3 separate regions of the Mus musculus genome follow, and all the other regions are linked to region 1. Evidence: chromatin contacts called from public HiChIP or PLAC-seq and promoter capture Hi-C data. All regions are on one chromosome and are shown on one strand. Each heading gives the region's core, a stretch centred on a gene start, on an enhancer-like site or on the middle of the called end of the contact. The rest is flanking DNA. Distances are from core to core; before and after follow the strand shown.

Region 1 (3,438 bases), core at 146-2,645:
TGACCAACCGACCCTCCGACATAAGAGAGGGAAGGGAACAGTGAAAGAAGTCCAAAACGGCAGCAAAAGCAAGCCACACAGTTTGTTTTCTGTTGGTAGACAAGCCCAGATGCCAAGATACACAAGCCTGAATTCACCCAGACACACCAACTTAAGAAGTGGGAGAAAAAAAAAAATCCAAATCCCCTATTCAAAAAGGAACATCCGATCCTACGTATTTCTTGAATTGTGTGAGAAGGACATCTTCCAGTCAGAAACTGGGCTCACCTTCCAACAGTATTCTGAGATACAGAAAGTAAACATGTCCTGTGTACAGCCACTCCATACAAGAAACATGTCACTTTCCTAAAATTTTGTGAAAAAAAATGTTATGCCATCTACTTAACAGGGAAATAAAAAGGGTAAAGTAGGTACTTCAGATCGCCTGGCCGGTGGAGGAAGGCATCTTGCTAGGATCTGAATTCATTCCATGCAGATTTATAGTTCCTCAATAAATTTCCCGTTCCCAGCAGCAGACAGCTTTGTGTCAGTCCTTCAGCGAATAGGAGGAGAGGGTGAAACTGACCGGGAATGACGGAGGAGGAGAGACCTGACTTACTCTCATTACCCTGCAGGGTGGACAGCCCCCGGCACCAACCAGAGCAGGTCTGGAGCAACTGCAGGTGCTTCAGAGGCCCCAGGGTGGGGTGGGACAAATTCCTAATCTTGGAAATTTCATCTAACCTAGAATTCCTCTAGGTGTTCTGCATTTTCGTTGACGACAAATACACTAAGGAGAACAGTAAGTTTCAGTCCATGACAACCCTCGGGATCCAGGAGCTGACAAATGGCTCAAGGAAAGAGGCAACAGACAGACAGTGGCACACACAGGATATACACAAGTAACAAGGCACCAGGGCTGGGCAGAGCTTCCTCTCCCATTTCCGTGATGATGGGGTTGAAGAGACACCGATTTCTCCAAGGCTCTGGGACACTGTCCGGGACTAACTCCTACCCTGCGCTGTCGGATCGCAGGGCCCTTTCCCTGCTCCAGAACACCCTTCAGCCTGGTGTCCGTGGGCTCGCGCTGGCCGACGCCCGAGCCGGGCACCCTCTCCTCGATCCTCCGGCCCCCGATGTGCCCATCCAGCCCCTCGGAGCCCGCAGGCGCGTCTGCAGGTGTTCGCGACTCCCCCAGGGCGCTCGGTCACCCTCCCGGCCTGCGGCGGGGCTCGCCGCTCCCGCTGGTCCGCAGCGGCTTCCACGGCCGCCCTCATCCGCGTCCCTTCCGTCCTGCCCGCGCGGGCCGCGACCGCCGACGCCACCAGTCTCACCTCTCCGGCGCCGTCCGTCTCCACTCGGGCTCCTCCGCGGCAGCTCGGGCTCCTCCTCATCCACCCAGAAGGAAGTGACTCCGCGGCGGCTTTCGTCACTTCCACTCTGGGCCAGGGTGGGAGGGGGCGGTGTCGTGAGCGGCACGGCTTCCGCCCAGAAGGTACCGGTGCCCCTCCGTGGCTCGGAGGCCGCGGGGCTGGAACCCTCTGCAGAAGGAAGGCTCTTCCGCGCTGACAGGAGCACAGGAGCTTCAGAGGCACGTGCGAAGTTGGCCTTGCCTTGCACTGTTCCATTTTTAGTCCTGATCTGCCTCGTCCAAGTGTTACAGCGTGCACGACTTTGCCATTCAAACACCGCTCCCCCCTCCCTTTCCCTTTGCCTTTTGTTCCCGATTAAGCAATTACAATTTTGTCCCAGACAAATTTTGTTCAAGAGTTAGTGATAAGGGATGTGAAATCAGCTTCCGTAATTCCAAATGGTTCCCAGCCCTAGTTTCCCTCCAGAGGCAGTGTTGGGACCAGTAAAGGTTAAGTGGATGAGAGTGAAAAGTGGTGAAAAGTGGGGGAAGGCGAAGATGAGAGGCAGAATTGAAGTCTTCATCGAGTGCACGAGTGCGTAGCAACAACTTTATGCAATCACAACCTTTCCCTCCTGGGAACGACACAGAACATGGAAGTCTTACCATGATTTGTATCAAAGGTTGGCTTCTAGCTTTGGATATGCCTATTAGCACCTCCCTTCCCAGACTGGCCAATGAATTTGTAATTATCTCATGCTGTACTTGTGTGTGTAGGATTATAGGTATATACTACCACAACTGGCCTTCTGGCTTCTACTACTGTTTTGTTTGTTTTGCCAGAGGTCTTGACAATGTATCTCTGACTGCCCTAGAAAGCACTATGTAGAGACCCAGGTTGGCCTCGAACTCACAGAGATCTGCCTGCCTCTGCCTCACACTTGTTGGGATTAAAGATATGTGTCACAATGCAAGACTAATAATTGATAGTTCTTGAGGTCTTGAGATAAGTTCAGTACTCAGTATGGCCTAAGGTTACCTTACCTGCTTAAAAAGGAAGGACTAGTGTTGGTGAGGTCTAGTTTTCCCGCCCCTTCTAGTTTGAAAGTCAGTAAAATGAACAAAATTTAAATACCATTGAGAGGATTAGAAATATGAGCACTCTGAGCATAGAAATTGCTTTATAATGGTTTCCATCTTCTGTCCAGTCTAGAACACCATTTTCTATGTTTGGGTCTACAGAACAAATGCTAGGGTTTAGCCGAATCAGCAGTTCTCGACCTGTGGGTTGACCCCCTTTAGTAAGCCCCTATGTCTAAACCTATTTACATTGCAATTCATAACAGTAGCAAAATTACAGTTATGAAGTAGGAACGGAAATAATTTTATGGTTGGGGTCACCACAACATGAGGAACTGTATTAAAGGGTCACAGCATTAGGAAGGCTGAGAACCACCGAGCGAAATGAACATAACATTTTAGTCCTCTTGCCTTCAACTACTGATGGGCTTTGTTACCTCGGTTAAGTAGTCACTGTCACTTCCTCTTCTGTTTGAATGTAGTATTTTTGGAGTATTCCCGTGGACACCTTTAGATGTTTAGTAGTATCTTATTGCGTAGGAGATTACAATAAGTACTTCCTTGATATTTAATGTGTGAACACCATGTTCTACGACTTAGGACGGAGGATGGCACAGTGTAAATATAGCATATGGTTAGGTGGTGAGAAAATGATCTTGAGACTGATAAGAATCCTCAAAGTCTCACACCATTCATGCAAACCTTAGTCATTGTCAACTCCGAAACCAAGGCGATCAGAATGAGCGGTTTCTTCAGAAACTGAGGTTGCCAACCTTCAGCTCATGGGTTAGGTGGGCACGGCTAGCACCAGCAATAATCGAGGACTGGTAGCCAGAGTATGGGGATACTTTCTGTAGATAGTTCCTCTAGATTTTTCTATGGCTATTTCTCTAACTAGGGTCACAGAGGATGAATAAACGCACTTTACACAGATGAACTGGCCTCAGTATTTGGCTTGAGCCTGAACTGATATCTTGAGAAATGTTTATGTCACAGCAGATTTCAACAGAGTTCATATTCTGAGAACT
Region 2 (3,671 bases), core at 311-2,810, 2.7 Mb before region 1:
CAGGATCCTTAGGTGTCTGTAGTTAGGCACAAAGGGACTGTAGGAGTCAGCTCCAGTCATGCCATGCCCGCGCCACCCAGCCCAAGACAGAATCGGGGCCACAACAGCCTATTGGTAACTTATCTCACCTGCCTCCATGGCCTGACCCTGGGGAGTGGAAGCCCCAAGAGTCCTGAGGTGCCCCAGGGTGCTGAAGGTGGGAAGAAGCCTGGCGGGTAGCTTGCAAGGGGCTAGAGGCTGAGAGAGTGCTTCAGAGGGGAAGGGAGGCTACTTCCTGAAATGGCTGCGAAGGGGAAGCTGTCGCTAGCTCAGCATAAGTCAGCCTATGGGTGTGTGGTATCGCTGGGGGGGCGGGGGGGATAGTACTGTTTAAGGTGCCAGCACAGCATCAGACCAACGCAGACCTCCCACTAAGGGTCCTGTGCAAGGCAGGGAAGCTTTTAGTGTCTCCAGGATGCACAGTCTATTTAACCTCCCGCTCTTCCTCAGAGAACTAGAGCCAAACCGACTGTCTTCTCAACCTGGCCTCTGGACACACATGCCCCAACTCAAGCTAAATTTAGCTTGAGCTTCTCTACATCTGAGAGGTGAAGCCAGGAGTCAGCGTCAGCCTCCTGATTTAACTCCAGGACACAGCTCACTCTCTCATCCACTGCAGGCCAATAGTAGTTCTGTGCTCCAGACAGTAGGCAAAAGCCGTTAGATGAGACCCTCTATAGGCAAGTGGGTGGTCCCGGATCAACAGGACTTGTGTGTCCAGGCCTTCCCTTATCCAGCCAGGGAAGAGTCCTATAGAATGCAGCCCCTTCTCCCTTGGGGGAAAACAACGGCACTGGAGCCACTTTGGGTCCCAACGCCCACATGCCGAATGACGGGAAGTCGGGGCTAGGGCAGAGGGCGCGGCGCGGGGGAGGTGGCTGAGCAAGAGGCCGGAGGGCCGAGAGAAGCGCGCGCGGGGACTGCCGAGGACGTGACGGCAGCAGCGCCAGCAGCCGCGTGACCCAGGCGGGAAGGAGGGGTGCTCTGGCTTGAGCGCCCGCGGGAGCTCCAGGTTGTAGGATGTCGAGCACAGCTAGCTAGCTCTGGGTTGCGCCCTCCCCTCCACTTTCACTTCTCTGGGAGGGAGGAAGCGGAACCAGATGCGCAGCGTAGAACAGCTGGGGACAGTCCCTGGAGCCGCCCGCCCTCCGCCCGCCCTAACCCGCCCGCCGCCCCGCCCGGTCCGGCCCCTACCTGCCTGCCCTGGGACTCCCCAGCCGGCCCGCTGGCGGGTGGCTCTGAGGGCGGGCTGGCGGGCCGGCGGGCGGCTGGGCTGCTATCCAGCCCCGGACATGGCGCACTCGACTTAGGAGCCGCTCGCGCCCGGGCTGAAGGAAGAAGCAGCAGCCGAGGGCGCCGGGCACGGTGGAAGAAGATCTGGGCGGTCCCAGCGTCCCCGCGCGCTGCGCCACGCGGGGACTGCTGCCACACCACACCGCTAGTTCCAGCCGCGCGGTCCTCCCGGCTCCCACGTTGCTGGGGACCCCAAGCTCTTCAACGCGCCCTGCTTTCTCCACTCATACCCGCCCCCCACCCCCCCAGGAGCCGCGGGCGCCTCCGCTATTCTGCCCCCCCCCACACACCCGGGCCTGCGGCCGTGACCCTGGCTAGCGCCGGCCCAACACCCTGCCGCCTGCAGTGCGACCCCTGGTGGCTGGGAGGGCCCCCTGCAACCAAGCGGATTCCCACCACCCGGAGGAAAAAGCAAGACACTGACCCCAGATGGCCCCGAAGTCAGAGTCGGTGCTCCTGTCCTGCCCTACCGTCAGATGTGGCCACTGTGCCACAGCGAAGGCCCTGAAGACCTAGACCTGGGAAACCCAGGTGACTCCCCACTTCCACGTTTAGAACCCACTGGCCAGAGCCAGAAACTCTCAGTTCTTCTTTCGAGAAATGACAAGAACATTGAAAAAGAGGAAGAAAGGCATGAAGCCGAATAGTGGAGGTGTAGCACTCCTTTCACTATGCTGGGTGAAGTCTAACAAAGCCTTCGTGGAACATGGTTGTCTCCCAAGGATCTATTGCGTTAAACCCAAATGGAGCAGTGAAATGGATGAATCGACATACAGTCCTCAGAACATGAGATTGCTTAGGTCCCCCAAACATAAACCAAGTAAGCCAGCTAGGCCTGCTTACTTCTCTCTAGAAGCATCAACACTGGCAATAGCCTCCTCCAGGAGAGGGGAGGATTTTCTAACAGAAACAACTGTGACTTGGGACAACAGCCTCTCCTTACCCAGGGCTTCAGAAGAGTAACTTGTCAGGCTAGTCACGGTGCCCCATCCCCTGATGCTGCAGCAGGCAGGGCCTTAAACAAACAAGGGCACATAAGGTGACTTCCTGCTGCCTCGGTGAAGTCTGTATAGGCTTTAGGATACATCCAGTTTGGGACCTAAATCTGAGAATGGTGCTTCCGCACAAGCACAAAAGTTCTGAGAGGATTAACGCACACCCGTAGCCCTAGCACTAAGGAAGCCAAGGTGCCAACGGGCACGTGTGACTTCTAGGTAGTCTGCCCTATGTAAGAGAAATCCTGTCAAAAAACAAACAAACAAAAATGCAACACAAAAGAACCTATGGCACCAAACCTCCTTAGGTCCCCAGCCATGTACCAAATAGCCAAGCACACAAAAGGTTTAATAGGATTTTTTATTAACATATAATATATTTAATAAAAAATAATATCCATTCTGGCTCTCTCTTCCATTGCAAGGGGAAGAGAAATAGGGAGGGGCTGGTAGTGCCCATCCCTTCTGGACAAGCCCTCTCTCCAAGATTTCCCTCTACACCTTGCTTCCCAACAGGCTCTGACCTCCAGACAGACGGTTTTCAAAGTTACAAGTGCTTTTAGGCCCTCCCTTGAATTCCCCCAAGCCCACCAGACATACAGCATTCAGGGGCCACCTGGCCAAGCCCCTTCCCTTTCCTCAGTTTTAGGATCCTTCATTCATATTAGAAAAAGGATCTGGGGGCAGAGAGTAGTCTCTACTGGCCAGGGGGAAGGGATGAAGACTGATGGGACAGGGCCATGAAGAAGGATGGCAGTGAGGTCCCCTCACTGTAGCCGATCACTACGGAATGAGTCCTCCACAGCAGGGTCAGGCAGCAGGGCACAGGGGTCACTCAGCATAGTTAGTCCTTCCAGGCCCAGTGGCTCCATGCGCAGCTCATCTTCTAGCCCCAGGCCCAGCTCCAACCCAGATGCTGACACCTCAAAGCCAGGCACTCCAGCCAGGGCTGCTGCAATCTCCTTAGAGAAACCTGGGGAAGAGTCTCCTGTGTGTACAAGAGGTGGGTAAGGATCTCAGGCCACACCTCCAGACCCCTCAAGCTCCTATCACAGCAGTGAGGCTGTCAACTCTTCCTGCCAGTCTCCACCAGCACCCACACTCCCTTACCTGTGAGTATGATATTAGGTCCTGAGCCATGGCGGGAACAGTGGGTCAAGTTCTGGTGGTTGAGGACGTGAGGGTCCTGGGGGCCACTCATTGATCCCTCACTCCCTAAAAATCCAGGACCTTCAGAAAAGGCAGGGGGATCCAGCACCAGGCTGGTTGATGGGCTCTCCATGTTGAATTGCTCCAGCTAGGGACACACAGACAGACCTTAAGGAAGTGGGCTTCAGAACAGGG
Region 3 (3,582 bases), core at 633-3,132, 3.0 Mb before region 1:
CATCCCCTTCTACAGGTCCAGAAGGATGCAGATGCTGTGGACAAGGTAATGAAGGAACTGGATGAAAACGGAGATGGGGAAGTGGACTTCAAGGAGTATGTTGTGCTGGTGGCTGCTCTCACAGTGGCTTGTAACAACTTCTTCTGGGAGACCAGTTGAGCACAGTCTGTGAGCAGTGCCCTTCCTCTCCCACTTGTCAAGATTTCCCCTTTAGCGTGCTTGCTCCTCACCCCACCTGTACCTCCCTATGTCCCCATCCTTGCCCAGTCTCGACGTGCACCAAGGGCACAAGAGTGGCAGTCCAGATCTGCCACTTGTTTTAATAAAGCCTTCTCTCTCACCAGCTATCAATGTCTGTACCCTCTGGGCATGGCTATGTGTGAAGTAAGGGGTGCTCACTCCCAACACCTTATCTTGTCAAGTTTACATTAGTTCCTTATTTAAGGAACACTCAAAACCCAGAAATGTAGGGGTCCGAAAATTTTAGCTGGAATCCAAGTGTCATTGGCTTCTCAAGGATTTGTATGAGTAATTGGTAATACCAGGACTTGAAGGATGAGGCAGGAAGATTTTGAGTTCCAAGCCAGCCCATACTACATAGCCAGAAACAGAAATAAACAAGCCATCAAAAAATGTGGGGCTGGTGAGATGGCTGAGTGGGTAAGAGTACCTGACTGCTCTTCCAAAGGTCCGGAGTTCAAATCCCAGCAACCACATGGTGGCTCACAACCATCCGTAACGAGATCTGGTGCCCTCTTCTAGTGTGTCTGAAGACATCTACAGTGTACTTACATATAATAAATAAATAAATCTTTTTTAAAAAATCTGAAGAAAGCTAGAAATGGTGGCACGTACCATAGTTAACACCAGCTCAGCACCTGGGACGTAAAAGGCAGGAGGATCTCTGTGAGTCCAAGCCCAGCCTGGTCTGTATAGAGAATTCTAGAACAGCCAGAACTACATTATAGAGACTCTGTCTCAAAAAAACTACCAGAGGCAGTGGTGACACACGCCTTTAATCCCAGCACTCGGGAGGCAGAGGCAGGCAGATTTCTGAGTTCAAGGCCAGCCTGGTCAACAGAGTGAGTTCCAGGACATCCAAGGCTACACAGAGAAACCCTGTCTCGGAAAAAAAAAAAAAAAAAAAAACAACAACAAAAAAACAAAACCAGAAAACAAAACCAAAAAACTACTAGAAGAACTTTTTCCCAAGCTTCATTCAGTGTTTATTGATGCCTCATCATTGCTAGACATTATGTAAGAACTAGGGATACATAAGTGGGGATACAGATTTGCTTTATTGGATTACTTGAGGTAAAAAGACCCACCCTAAAACTAGCCACATCTTCTAGAGGCAGTCCCTATAAAAGGATGTAGATGAGTCCAGTGTGGGTCTTAAATCCCAGTACTGGGAGGGGCGGGGTTAGGGGGGGTCAGGAGGTGGATCTTTGTGAGTTCGAAGCCAGTCTGGTCTACACAAAGGAAGCCTGCCTCAAAAAGAAACAGAAACTCTACAAATAGGTTTGAGGGCCTGAGCAAATTAGCCAGGTCTCAAGGTCCTAATAAAGACTTTTTACAGTTGTCTTTAGCTTGGGAATGGGAAATAAAAGGATACAAACACTGTTGCCAATCTAAGCTGCTATTTGCAAGCCAAAAATCCCACCAAAGTGGGGCATAAACTTGTCCAGAAGGTAGTCTAGAGGTACTTAGCGATTACGGCCACTGGCCACGCCCCCGAAGGCGGAGCACTACACGTAACTTAAGGGATCTTTGCCAAAGTCAGTGGGGATTCGCTGCGATTCTTGCGCTAGGCCAAAGGACCATGTTGCCACGCCCCTAGTTGCGCGCGCACTGACGCAAGCCCGTCGGCGCCATTTTAGCCGGTCACGCTGCACTGGTGGGCCCGGCGGCCATTTTGTTTTGGACACCAAGCGGGAGTTGGCGGCGCCGGCTCTGGGGGCCCAGACGAAAGGCAGGAAAGGGCAGGCTTGACGAGCGGGAGGATCGGTCAGCTAGATACTCAACCCACAACGAGGAAGCCTCACATCCTACCGTTTAAGCATCTAAGCCAACCGCCCAGCTAGTTAACCCGAGCGGCCCGCCGTCAGCTCAGGTTAGGCCGGCCTCCGGGCCGCCCGCCGCAGCCGTGGTGGCAACCCCGGGAGGAGCGCTGGCGTCCATCTCCTTCGGTGAGTTTCTGTGGAGAGGGCAGAGGTGGAGGGGCGCGGGGTCCGGGGCCCGGTGGCGTGGGTGGCAGGTGTGGACCGGGCTGAGGTGCGCAGAGGCCGGGGAGGGGGCGGAGCCGGGAGGCGGAGGCTAAGCCGGAACCGCGGCCAGCGAGCTGGGCCGCTAGCCGTGCGGGTGCTGCTTGTGGTTGGCGTGTCTGGTGCAGGTGCTGGTGCTGGTGGTGCTGGTCGTAGTGGTTTGGCCTCAAATCCAGTGTCTTGCTTACCTAGATAAGCGTCCTCCATCGGAGCCAAAGCCTCGCCCCAGAATAGCGTTTGATGGGGATAACCACGGAAATAGTCGCCTGATCAAAGTTGGAGTCCTGAGAGGCTTCGAGGTGGAGGTCAAATGAGGAGTACAGGAATTAGCGGCGGCTCTGGGTGTTCGATTTTGATTCTTTTTTTTTTTTTTTTTTTTTTTTTTGCGGCACCGAAGTTGAACCCAAAATCGTACTTTGGCTAAACTAGCGCCCCGAGTTAACATCTCCAGCTTTAAAAATAATAATAATCTTAGTTTGAAACAGGGTCTGTCAAATCACCCGGGCTCGCCTTGAGCTTGTGACCCCCTTGCCTCAGCCCCTCCCCAGTATATGCCACTACAGTTAAAATATTGTGGTGTGCTCTTAACAGAGCTCTCAGATTGAATACCCATTTAGAAAACCTCTTCTGTCTTTCCCCTGCCATGTCTAACTAGAGCTCCACCTGCATTTGGAGTTGAGAATCGATTTTGAAACTAGGCTTTTCTTTTTATTTTGGGTGTATGAGAGTCCGGTCCTCACAGTGTGACAATGTAACCCGTTACAGCCTCAGACTGTTACACCACTCCCCTGTTGCTGCTGGGAATTGAACTTCCCAGGGCTTCATCAGTGCTAAACAAGCACTCTACTGAGGAGCTATATTCCCAGCTCCTCCATTTCTCTAGATCCATGACCCTCAACTTTCTATAGACATGTAAGATGTACCTGGGTAGCACCCCCAATCCCAGTTGCTGTACCCCATCCTCATGGCCAGATTGTACTTTAATTGGTCTGGATCCAGGCATCAAGAATTTAGTTTAGTTTGGGAGGGACTTTTTCTTTTTTTTTTTTTTTTCAAACATTCCTCAGCTAAGTCACATACAGTCCAGGCTGAGAAGAACTATTGAAAGCCAAACTCCTAGGCTTTGGCTACATCTCATTCTGCTATTTTGGAGACTTTGGCAGATGTTCTCCATCCTGGAGCTTTGAAATTTTTATAACTATTGTATGGACGTAAGCCCCCACCTCACAGGGTTTCTCTTAGGTAGCCGTGGCTGTCCTGGAACTTGCTATGTAGACCTGGCTAGCCTCGAACTCAAAGGGAGCCACCTACCTCTGCT

What was found. HiChIP or PLAC-seq counts read pairs in DNA pulled down with a chosen protein or histone mark. Capture Hi-C pulls out chosen DNA fragments and counts their contacts.
Region 2: an H3K27ac HiChIP or PLAC-seq map of bone marrow-derived dendritic cells shows a contact between it and region 1, with 6 times the contacts expected there. The contact joins the promoter of Dennd4b here to the promoter of Etv3 in region 1. A contact is called at or near these places in 1 of 484 Hi-C or Micro-C datasets (CD4 T cells), 2 of 115 datasets of contacts at active chromatin or transcription factors (bone marrow-derived dendritic cells and thymic regulatory T cells) and 1 of 9 other capture datasets (liver).
Region 3: a contact with region 1 is called in a promoter capture Hi-C map of liver, with 4 times the contacts expected there. The contact joins the promoter of Chtop here to the promoter of Etv3 in region 1. A contact is called at or near these places in 2 of 484 Hi-C or Micro-C datasets (B cells and CD8 T cells), 2 of 115 datasets of contacts at active chromatin or transcription factors (bone marrow-derived dendritic cells and thymic regulatory T cells) and 1 of 9 other capture datasets (liver).

Annotation. Positions count from the first base shown.
Region 1 is chr3:87,523,535-87,526,972 of GRCm38.p6, reverse strand. It overlaps Etv3 (ets variant 3), which reads right to left and starts at 1,395. Exons shown (of 5, transcript NM_001083318.2): 1 at 1,314-1,395.
Region 2 is chr3:90,263,124-90,266,794 of GRCm38.p6, reverse strand. Dennd4b (DENN/MADD domain containing 4B) reads right to left here and starts at 1,560. Exons shown (of 28, transcript NM_001356483.1): 1 at 1,234-1,560. Crtc2 (CREB regulated transcription coactivator 2) reads right to left here. Exons shown (of 14, transcript NM_028881.3): 13 at 3,438-3,624; 14 at 2,670-3,315. The coding sequence ends at 3,095.
Region 3 is chr3:90,507,798-90,511,379 of GRCm38.p6, reverse strand. Chtop (chromatin target of PRMT1) reads left to right here and starts at 1,882. Exons shown (of 6, transcript NM_001293776.1): 1 at 1,882-2,189. S100a1 (S100 calcium binding protein A1) reads left to right here. Exons shown (of 3, transcript NM_011309.3): 3 at 16-346. The coding sequence ends at 159.